2 separate regions of the Anas platyrhynchos genome follow, and region 1 is linked to region 2. A link is a contact called in public Hi-C data. All regions are on one chromosome and are shown on one strand. The core of a region is the stretch at or near the end of the contact, and the rest is flanking DNA. Distances in the headings are between cores, read along the strand shown. Region 1 holds the start of PNRC1 (proline rich nuclear receptor coactivator 1). Region 2 holds the start of RRAGD (Ras related GTP binding D).

Region 1 (4,089 bases), core at 1,275-3,774, 170 kb after region 2:
CACCAGCAGGAGACAAAATGGGTGTAAAACATCAGTCTTAACTTGCACCCTAACTTTCAGTTACTGTTACTTTTCAGTATCAATTCATTTAATGATCACTTACTATGAAAGCAGCAGGAATTTTGATGTTTAAATCCACGACTTTCTTGAAATCTAAGTTTTAAAGAAACCAAAGAATAAGGAATCTCAAAAGACATGTCACAAAGGCTAACATTACACGAGCTATCAAATACCTTAATTATTCACTAAAAGAAGGCAATCAGGTAATTTAAGCTCTAACACTTGTACACACACACACAAGGAAAACAGAGACATGATTAAGGGGAGGCCAAATTGTTTTATTTAATTTGTTAGTGACCAATTAAAATTATGGCAGAAAGCTCTGCTTTTTTTTTTTCTTTTTAAAGAAGTTAGCAGTGCTCAATTTGGTGGGTTGGAATTCTAGGCAAATTCCAGTTGATTTTGTAACAAACACATGAACAGGAATTCCAGATATTGTTTCCAGAGCAAAAATTCACATTTGTATGAAAATTCCATGTTTGTACTTGAACTGGGACACAGAATGTAAAACTATTGTCAGTAGTGCATGAGTAAACCATTCACATTTGATCTGGAACCTTGACATCAGAAAGTTGTACTCTCCTTTCAGATTTTCCATTACCTTGTGCAAATCAAGTCAAGTCTTCATGTGTCAAGCACACACTTAAAATTGTCCATGTTTTATATACAAGACATCTACCATTCAGGCAGTGCAAAATACATCCTTTCATAACAAAACTAAAATGTACCTCTCAAAGTATGAACAAGAATATACACATAATACATGATGTACACTATTTACACAACCATAAAAAATATAATACAAGGATTTTTGTATGTGGTTACAAGACTTGACAGTCTTTTGCAATTTTTTTTTTTTTGTAATTTTTTTTTTTTTCTTTGCAACAAGGCATGTGTAAGTTTCCTGGATGGACTTTTTTTTTTTTTGCAGCTCTTCAGAGATCTTGGAAACTACGCTTGAACTTTTAGGAGAGTTTTCAAATGGACTGCCATCAACTCCCTGTTTTGGTCAGAAAGTTCAGCTGTGCCACCCACCCAGTGGCTGGGAGGCTTTGGAAGGACACTAGGTGATGGCGGGTCGCTGAATTTTGCCCCAGCGTAATTCTCTTTTTGGTTCGCTTCCGTGAGGGTGACGGGTTTCTTGGACTTGGCGTTTCTGAAGTTCTCTGTGTTTTTCAGCGGCTTCTTCTCTGGCTTGGGGATTATTTCTGCCGACACCGAGTCTTGCCAGAAGCTCTCCATCTTTTTGGCGGAGGCGATCTTGGCCAGCGGCACGCCGCACTTGCCCTTCTGCCTGTTGATCTTCGGTTGCTCACACAGGTGGAAACCGTGAACGGGCGGGCTGTGGGGGGCCGCCGCCTTCTCAGACTTTCCCATCTTATTCTTCAAGACCTGCGCAGACAAAGACCTCGCATCAGCGGCCAAGCCCTCTCTCCTCGAGGGCAGCCTCCCTCAGGGCTCCTCCGGCCCCCTGCCGTCCTCTAGGGCCAGACCCGGCCGCCATCACAGCCCACCATCACAGCCCCCCCCCCTTATCCCCTCAGAGCCCCCCCCGGCCGCCATGGGGCGCTGCGCCCCGCGCACGTCCCCGCCCTGCGCGCGCAGGGGCGGTTGGCGCGCGGCCAGCAGGCTAAATCCGGCTGTTGCTGGGCGCAGCGGCGGCCGCCCATTGGACGGCGCCGACCAATCAGCGGCGGCCGTTTCGCTCCCCCCCCCACCTCAACGGACGTAACGGAAACTCCGCCGCCGCCGCCCCTCACACGCAGGGCGGAGGGAGGGGGGCGAGGAGCTCCCCCCCCGCGCTCCGGCTGCCAACAAGCGGCCCCCCCCCTCACAATGTAAAAAACGGGGATAAAAGTAGCGAGAAGTGCCCGAGCGCCTCCCCTACCTCCTTCCTCAGCGCTCTGCCGGGCGCGGCTCTCGAAGGGGCGGCCGCGGGGGGCTCCTCCGGAGGGGTGGCAGCCACGCCGGGAGCTGGGGGAGCGCGCAGCTCCCCCGGGCCGTAGGCGGCCAGCGGCGTCCTCCTGCCCAGGCCGGCGCGGTGCTGCTGGTACTGCTGGTAGCGGCTGGGCAGCAGCCCCGCGGGGCCCGGCCGGAGCTTGCCCTTCCTCCGCCTCACCCTCTTGAGCGCCGGCCGCGATCCGCTCCCCCCCGCGGCGGCGGCGGCAGCGGCGGCCAGGCAGCAGCCGGGCTGGTTCTCGCAGTTGCTGTCCCCCCGCCGCAGGCGCTGCAGGAGGCCGGAGGGCAGCCGCCGGGGGTCGTCGGCGCCCGACGAGATGCGAGCCAGGAAGGGCGGCGGCGCCGTGGTGGTGACCATGGTGGGAGGGAGGCGGGGGCCCGGAGCTGCGGACGGGAGAGGGGCCGGGGAGCGGCTGCCGGGGCGGTGCGGGCGGGGAGGGTGGCGCGGTCGGGGCTGCTGCTAGGAGAACATGGCGGGGAGTGAGCGAGCGGCCAGCAGCGCCCCTGTGTTGTTACACGGCACGGCCCCGCCCCCTTCCGCCCTCCAACCAATCGGCGCGCCGGGAAGCCGCCAGCGCCACGCCTCCCCGCCGGGATCGACCAATCCACGCCGGCCGGCCGCCGCGCTGGCCCCGCCTCGGCCAATCGGCAGCGACACAAACAGTTGGGGCCCCGCCCGCTTCCGCAGGCCGCCCAATCGGCGCGCACACAAACAAGGGGCACTCCCCAGTCTCCGAGGCACGGACCCGAGGAGCGGGGCGGGGGGGCGGGGCCAGCCGCTCCCCTCGCCAGCACCGCCGGCCAATCGCGAGGCGCCCCACCGCCCGGAGGCCACGCCCCCGAAGGCCTCGGAGCCAATCGGAGGCGACGTAAACAGGCGGCGGGGGCGCGCCCTGGGGGGGGTGGCGCGCTCCCGGCGGGGCACGCGGTGCTCGCCATGGAGCCGCCGGCACCGGGCGCTGAGGGGGCTCCGGGGGCCCCGGCCCCGGCCCGGGAGGGAGCGGAGCGGGACGGGCGGAGCCTGGAGGCGCTGAGCCTGGCCGCCGGCAGCACCGGAGCGGCGGCCGCAGCAGCAGGGGTGGCGGCGGGGAGGCCGCAGCCCCCCTCGGAGGGCCGGCGGGCCACGCTGGCGAGCGCCCTGGAGCTGGAGGGGACGGTGCTGCGCGAGGGGCGGCTCACGCAGTTCGTGGCCAACAACCTGGAGCGCCGCATCCGCCTGAGCGGCGCCCCGCGGGGCGAGCAGCCGGCACCGGGCCCTGCACCGGGGGCTGGGCCCGGAGCTGGAGCCGGAGCCGCAGCCGGGGCCAGCTCCATCCCCGCCATCGACCCCGGGGCGCTGCAGGACGTGGTGGCCCTGGCCGGGCAGGTGGCGGCGCAGGTGGACGAGCTGCTGCGGGGCGTGCACTGCGGGCTGCAGGCCCTGACGGCGCTCAGCGTCGGCTGCATCCAGACCTACCGCGACGGCGTGGAGAGCCTGGGCGAGGCGGCCGACCTCAGCATCCGCGCCATGTACGCGCTGGTGGCCCGCTGCGAGGAGCTGGACCGCGCCATGCAGCCCGTGCCCGCCCTGGCCAAGCGCATCCGAGACATGAAGGGCACCCTGGAGCGCCTCGAGGGGCTCTGCAAGTAGCGCCGCACCCGCTGCTGCACCGGGGGTGCGACCGAGCGGGGTGGGCCACCTGCCCGCGGCCCCTCGAAGCCACCCAGGAGCCGGTCTCAGCCCCCCGGCCTCGCACACGGTGGCTTTGGGCCCCCTGTCCTCATGGCCTGCCACAGCCTGGGGCTGGAGGAAGCTTGGCAACTGGTGAAGGGAAAGGGTCTCGGTGTAAACGGCCTGGCCAACCGCCCGCAGCGCTCCGTAGCTTAAGCTCCATTAAAGAATTTGGACTCCACATGCCTTACGCTTGCTGTTTGTTGAGGGCTAGGGAAAACTAAGCAACCTGAATCCGAAGCAGCTGTCAGTATTTATTTCTGATTGAACCTGAAGTTGTGAACGCTTTCTTGATGTTTACGGGCGTACGTGGGTCTTTGTAGTTGACACTTAGTGCCTGACTGAAACAATTCTCATGC
Region 2 (3,575 bases), core at 747-3,246:
CTGTTAAGAAGAGGAATTCATAAATTCCCTCAGTTGCCTGAGACAGAAAGTTTTTGACTTGTCTGTGAAACACGGCTCCTTTCTGACAGAGTCCAAGCACATGCAATGTTATGCACAGTGTATGTGCAAAGACTCAGCCCCGTGTCTACCTGCCCTTACTGCCAGTCCCGTGACTGAAGGCATGGCGCAGTTTCATTATGTGCTACAGGCTGTGAAGTTAAATGATGAAAGATTTAAAAAAATAAATTAAAAAAAAAAAAAAAGGAAGACAAGAAGAGAAAGGAAAAAAAAGATAAAAGGAGAAAAAAGAAAGAGAAAAAGCCAAGTTCAGCGGGGACGCAGAACAACTTGGTGGCACAGAGACAGAGGAGGAGTAATTCCTGAAGTTGATGCAGAGCCCAGGTCAGATTACATTGCCGAGGGGTTGGCAGAAATGCTTCAGCCCTACTCAAAAAACCTATCTGGAGTTGAGCCTGGAGTCTGAGTGGCTCTGAACCTGCAGCCGTAGCCAAGCAGGCAGTCGCTGGCATTAGATTTGTGGGAAGAACTGCATCGTAATCAGCCCTGTCATTCCTGAGCTTCTACACCCTAATTTAGCATTTTAATATCTCCAAATTATTCTCAGCGACTGGTGATGTTTCATAGCTCTTTGTACAAAAGAAACCTAATACCGTCAGTCAGGTTTGTGGGCAAGGCTCACTTCCCCTCGCCAGCCTTGAAACCTAACAGCCCTTTCGGTGCAGATGCGATCAGCCGGTACCGGAGTGAGACAGACGGCCCTTTATGACAGACCTGGAAACTTGTCTCCGCTTTCAGTCAGGAGTTTTCAACAGACTCATGTCCCGCTGGGCCGTCCCACGACAGAATGCTAGAAACTTCACTGGTAAAAGCTCTCGGTCCCAATTCCTGATAGCACACTTAACTTTGAAACACTTCACGCAGCCTTTTGGGACACTAAATCTGTTCAGGCAAAACTTCCAAGCTGGTGGATGAGCTGAGGAGAAAGAAAGGCATTTCAACACATTTGCATATGGGTAATTTGTCATGGCATGGCATAAAAAGAGATTTCTCCCCTTCTTCCCCTATGGAAAAAAATGCTCCTCCATTATCTCAAGTGGATTAGGGCAGCCTGGAAAGCCTCCTGATAACAGCGGCACGAAGGGGATAGAAACAGAAAAACATGGAGCTGGAGCATGGTGAGCTCAGTTCCCAGTGCTACCTTCTCCAGTCCTGTCACTATGGGGTGATGGCTCCAGTGCCCCAGGTGGAGCAAGACATTGGGAGCAGCACCAGGAGCCCCCGAGCAGGAGCCTCACTGAGGGCAGCGGCGCTGAAAAATCCCATCCTCCTGTGGAGTTTTTACTACTACAGCTTTTCTGAGTTGTCCTGCATAACATGCCTGAACGTGAGCTGGCAGTGTGCCCAGGTGGCCAAGAAGGCCAACAGCATCCTGGCTTGTGTCAGGAATGGTGCAGCCAGCAGGAGCAGGGAGGTGATCGTCCCCCTGCACTCGGCTGTGGCGAGGCTGCACCTCGAGTGCTGGGTTCAGCTTTGGGCCCCTCACTACAAGGACATTGAGGTGCTGGAGTGTGTCCAGAGCAGGGCTGCGAAGCTGGTGAGGGGTCTGGAGCACCAGTCCTGTGAGGAGCGGCTGAGGGAGCTGGGGGTGTTTGGTTTTGGGAAGAGGAGGCTCAGGGGAGACCTCATGGGTCTCTACAGGTACTTGAAACGGAGGTGTGGGGAGCTGGGGGTCAGCCTCTGCTCACAGATAACCAGTGATAGGACTAGAGGGAACAGCCAGGGGAGGTTCAGGTTGGCAATGAGGAGACATTTCTCCTCAGGAAGAGCAGTCAGGCACTGGGACGGGTCGCCCAGGGAGGTGGCAGCATCACCATCCCTGGGGGTGTTGAAGGCGAGGCTGGACGTGGTGCTTGGGGACACGCTCAGTGGGTGACGGTGGCGGTAGGAGGTGGTTGGACCAGGGGGACCTCAGAGGTCTCCTCCACCCCTAATGGCCGTGTTTCTGCCTCACAGGACTGCCTTGGTGAGGTGGGGGGGGACTGGGAGGAGAACTCGGGCGCCCTCCACCACTCGGCGGCGGGGCCGCGCGTGCGCGCTCGCGCTCGCCGCGTGCCCGCGCGCTGAGGCCGGGCCGGGCCGGGCCGCGCCGCGCTCCGCCCAGCGGCGGGGCCGTGAGGGGCCGCCAGGGGCCGGGAGGGGAGCGGCGGCCGCGCCGCACCCGGGTCCCCCCCGCAGGCAGAGGGGGAGCGGCGGGAGCGCGGCCGGCATGAGCCAGGCGCCGAGGAAGCTGCCGGAGGAGGAGGAGGAGGAGGAAGAAGGGGACGAGGAGGAGGAGGAAGAGGAGGAGGAGGAGATCGCGGGCTTGGCCGGCTACGCCGACGGGGCCGGCTCGTTCTCGGACGGGGACGCGGAGAGCGGCGGCGATGAGGCGTGTGAGTGCCCGCGGCCTGCCGGGGGACGGGCCCGCAGCTGCGGCTGTCACTCGGCGGGGCCCTGCCAGGCCCTGTCCCGGGGCAGCTCCCCGCTAACAGAAAATTAAACAAAAATCGCTAAAAAATGGGGGTGGTTCGCCATAGTGACGCTGTGAATGTGGAACCCCATAGGAACAGCCCTGTGCCTGTGCGTCCCGGCTAGCTGAAGGCAGCCCGTGCAGGATTAAGGCGAGGCTTATTTTAACCCTCCGGCTCCCCTGGCCTTCTGTTAGCTCCGGATCTGAAAAAGAGGGTTAAAAAAAGCACCGTGAGATTTGGATCATTTAATTTTTATTTATTTTTTTGTACCTAACCGGGCTGCAGGGCTCTGGGGCTTTCCTTTTCCCATTTTCTGCCCTACCCCTTCCCAGGTCTGTACGGTGAGCAGTCCCACATCCAGCGTCACAGCCTCGCAGTTCAGTGTTTCTCTTCCATTTCAGAGGAATAACGGAAAGGGCAGTGCAAGGAGGACAGCCCCCATGCGTGGCTGTTGAAAGTGAAGGGGGAAGCCAGAGCCGAAAGTAAAAATGTAATCTGTGCTTGTGGGCACGCTGGAAAATTCAGAGCTTTGTGGTGGTCATCTCTTACCTTGTGCTGGTTTCTTGTCTCTGACCTGTGCTGAAATGACTGCTTCATCTTTTGACTTTACACATGGGTTTGTATTCAAAGACCTTAAAGGCTTGGTTCACGTAAAGCCCAGTCATCTTTTTGATATGCTCCACTAAAACGTATTTGCAAGCAAGGAAACCTCACAGGTTACTTCCTCAGACACTCCGCAAGTCATACCCTCGCTGAGTGCCACACTTGTGGCAGGGGAGAGCCAGGTCTTCTGGTTCCGAGTTTTTCTTTGGCCGCAAGAATTTCCTTCCACCAGGCATTTCTGCAATGTTCATAAACCCACAGGAGCTGTACAGCATGGGTGATTGCATATAAGCTTTTTCTGTTAACTCCTTAGGCTAAGGCCATCTTTAATGCTGAAGATGTTCAGTGTATGAATGCATGTGTTTCATAAGTTTTGACAGCATGCTGCAAGCGTCACAGCTGCAGACAGTAGCACTGGAAATGCCATGAGATGAATGGGCC

The links. A called contact is a pair of places that touch in the nucleus more often than the background predicts.
Region 1: a contact with region 2 is called in a Hi-C map of skeletal muscle, with 2.1 times the contacts expected there. The contact joins the promoter of PNRC1 here to the promoter of RRAGD in region 2.

What each region holds. Positions count from the first base shown.
Region 1 is chr3:82,689,286-82,693,374 of IASCAAS_PekinDuck_T2T, forward strand. PNRC1 (proline rich nuclear receptor coactivator 1) reads right to left here and starts at 2,525. Exons shown (of 2, transcript XM_027454913.3): 1 at 1,949-2,525; 2 at 318-1,452. The coding sequence starts at 2,377. The coding sequence ends at 1,012.
Region 2 is chr3:82,519,328-82,522,902 of IASCAAS_PekinDuck_T2T, forward strand. RRAGD (Ras related GTP binding D) reads left to right here and starts at 1,997. Exons shown (of 7, transcript XM_027454908.3): 1 at 1,997-2,453. The coding sequence starts at 2,012.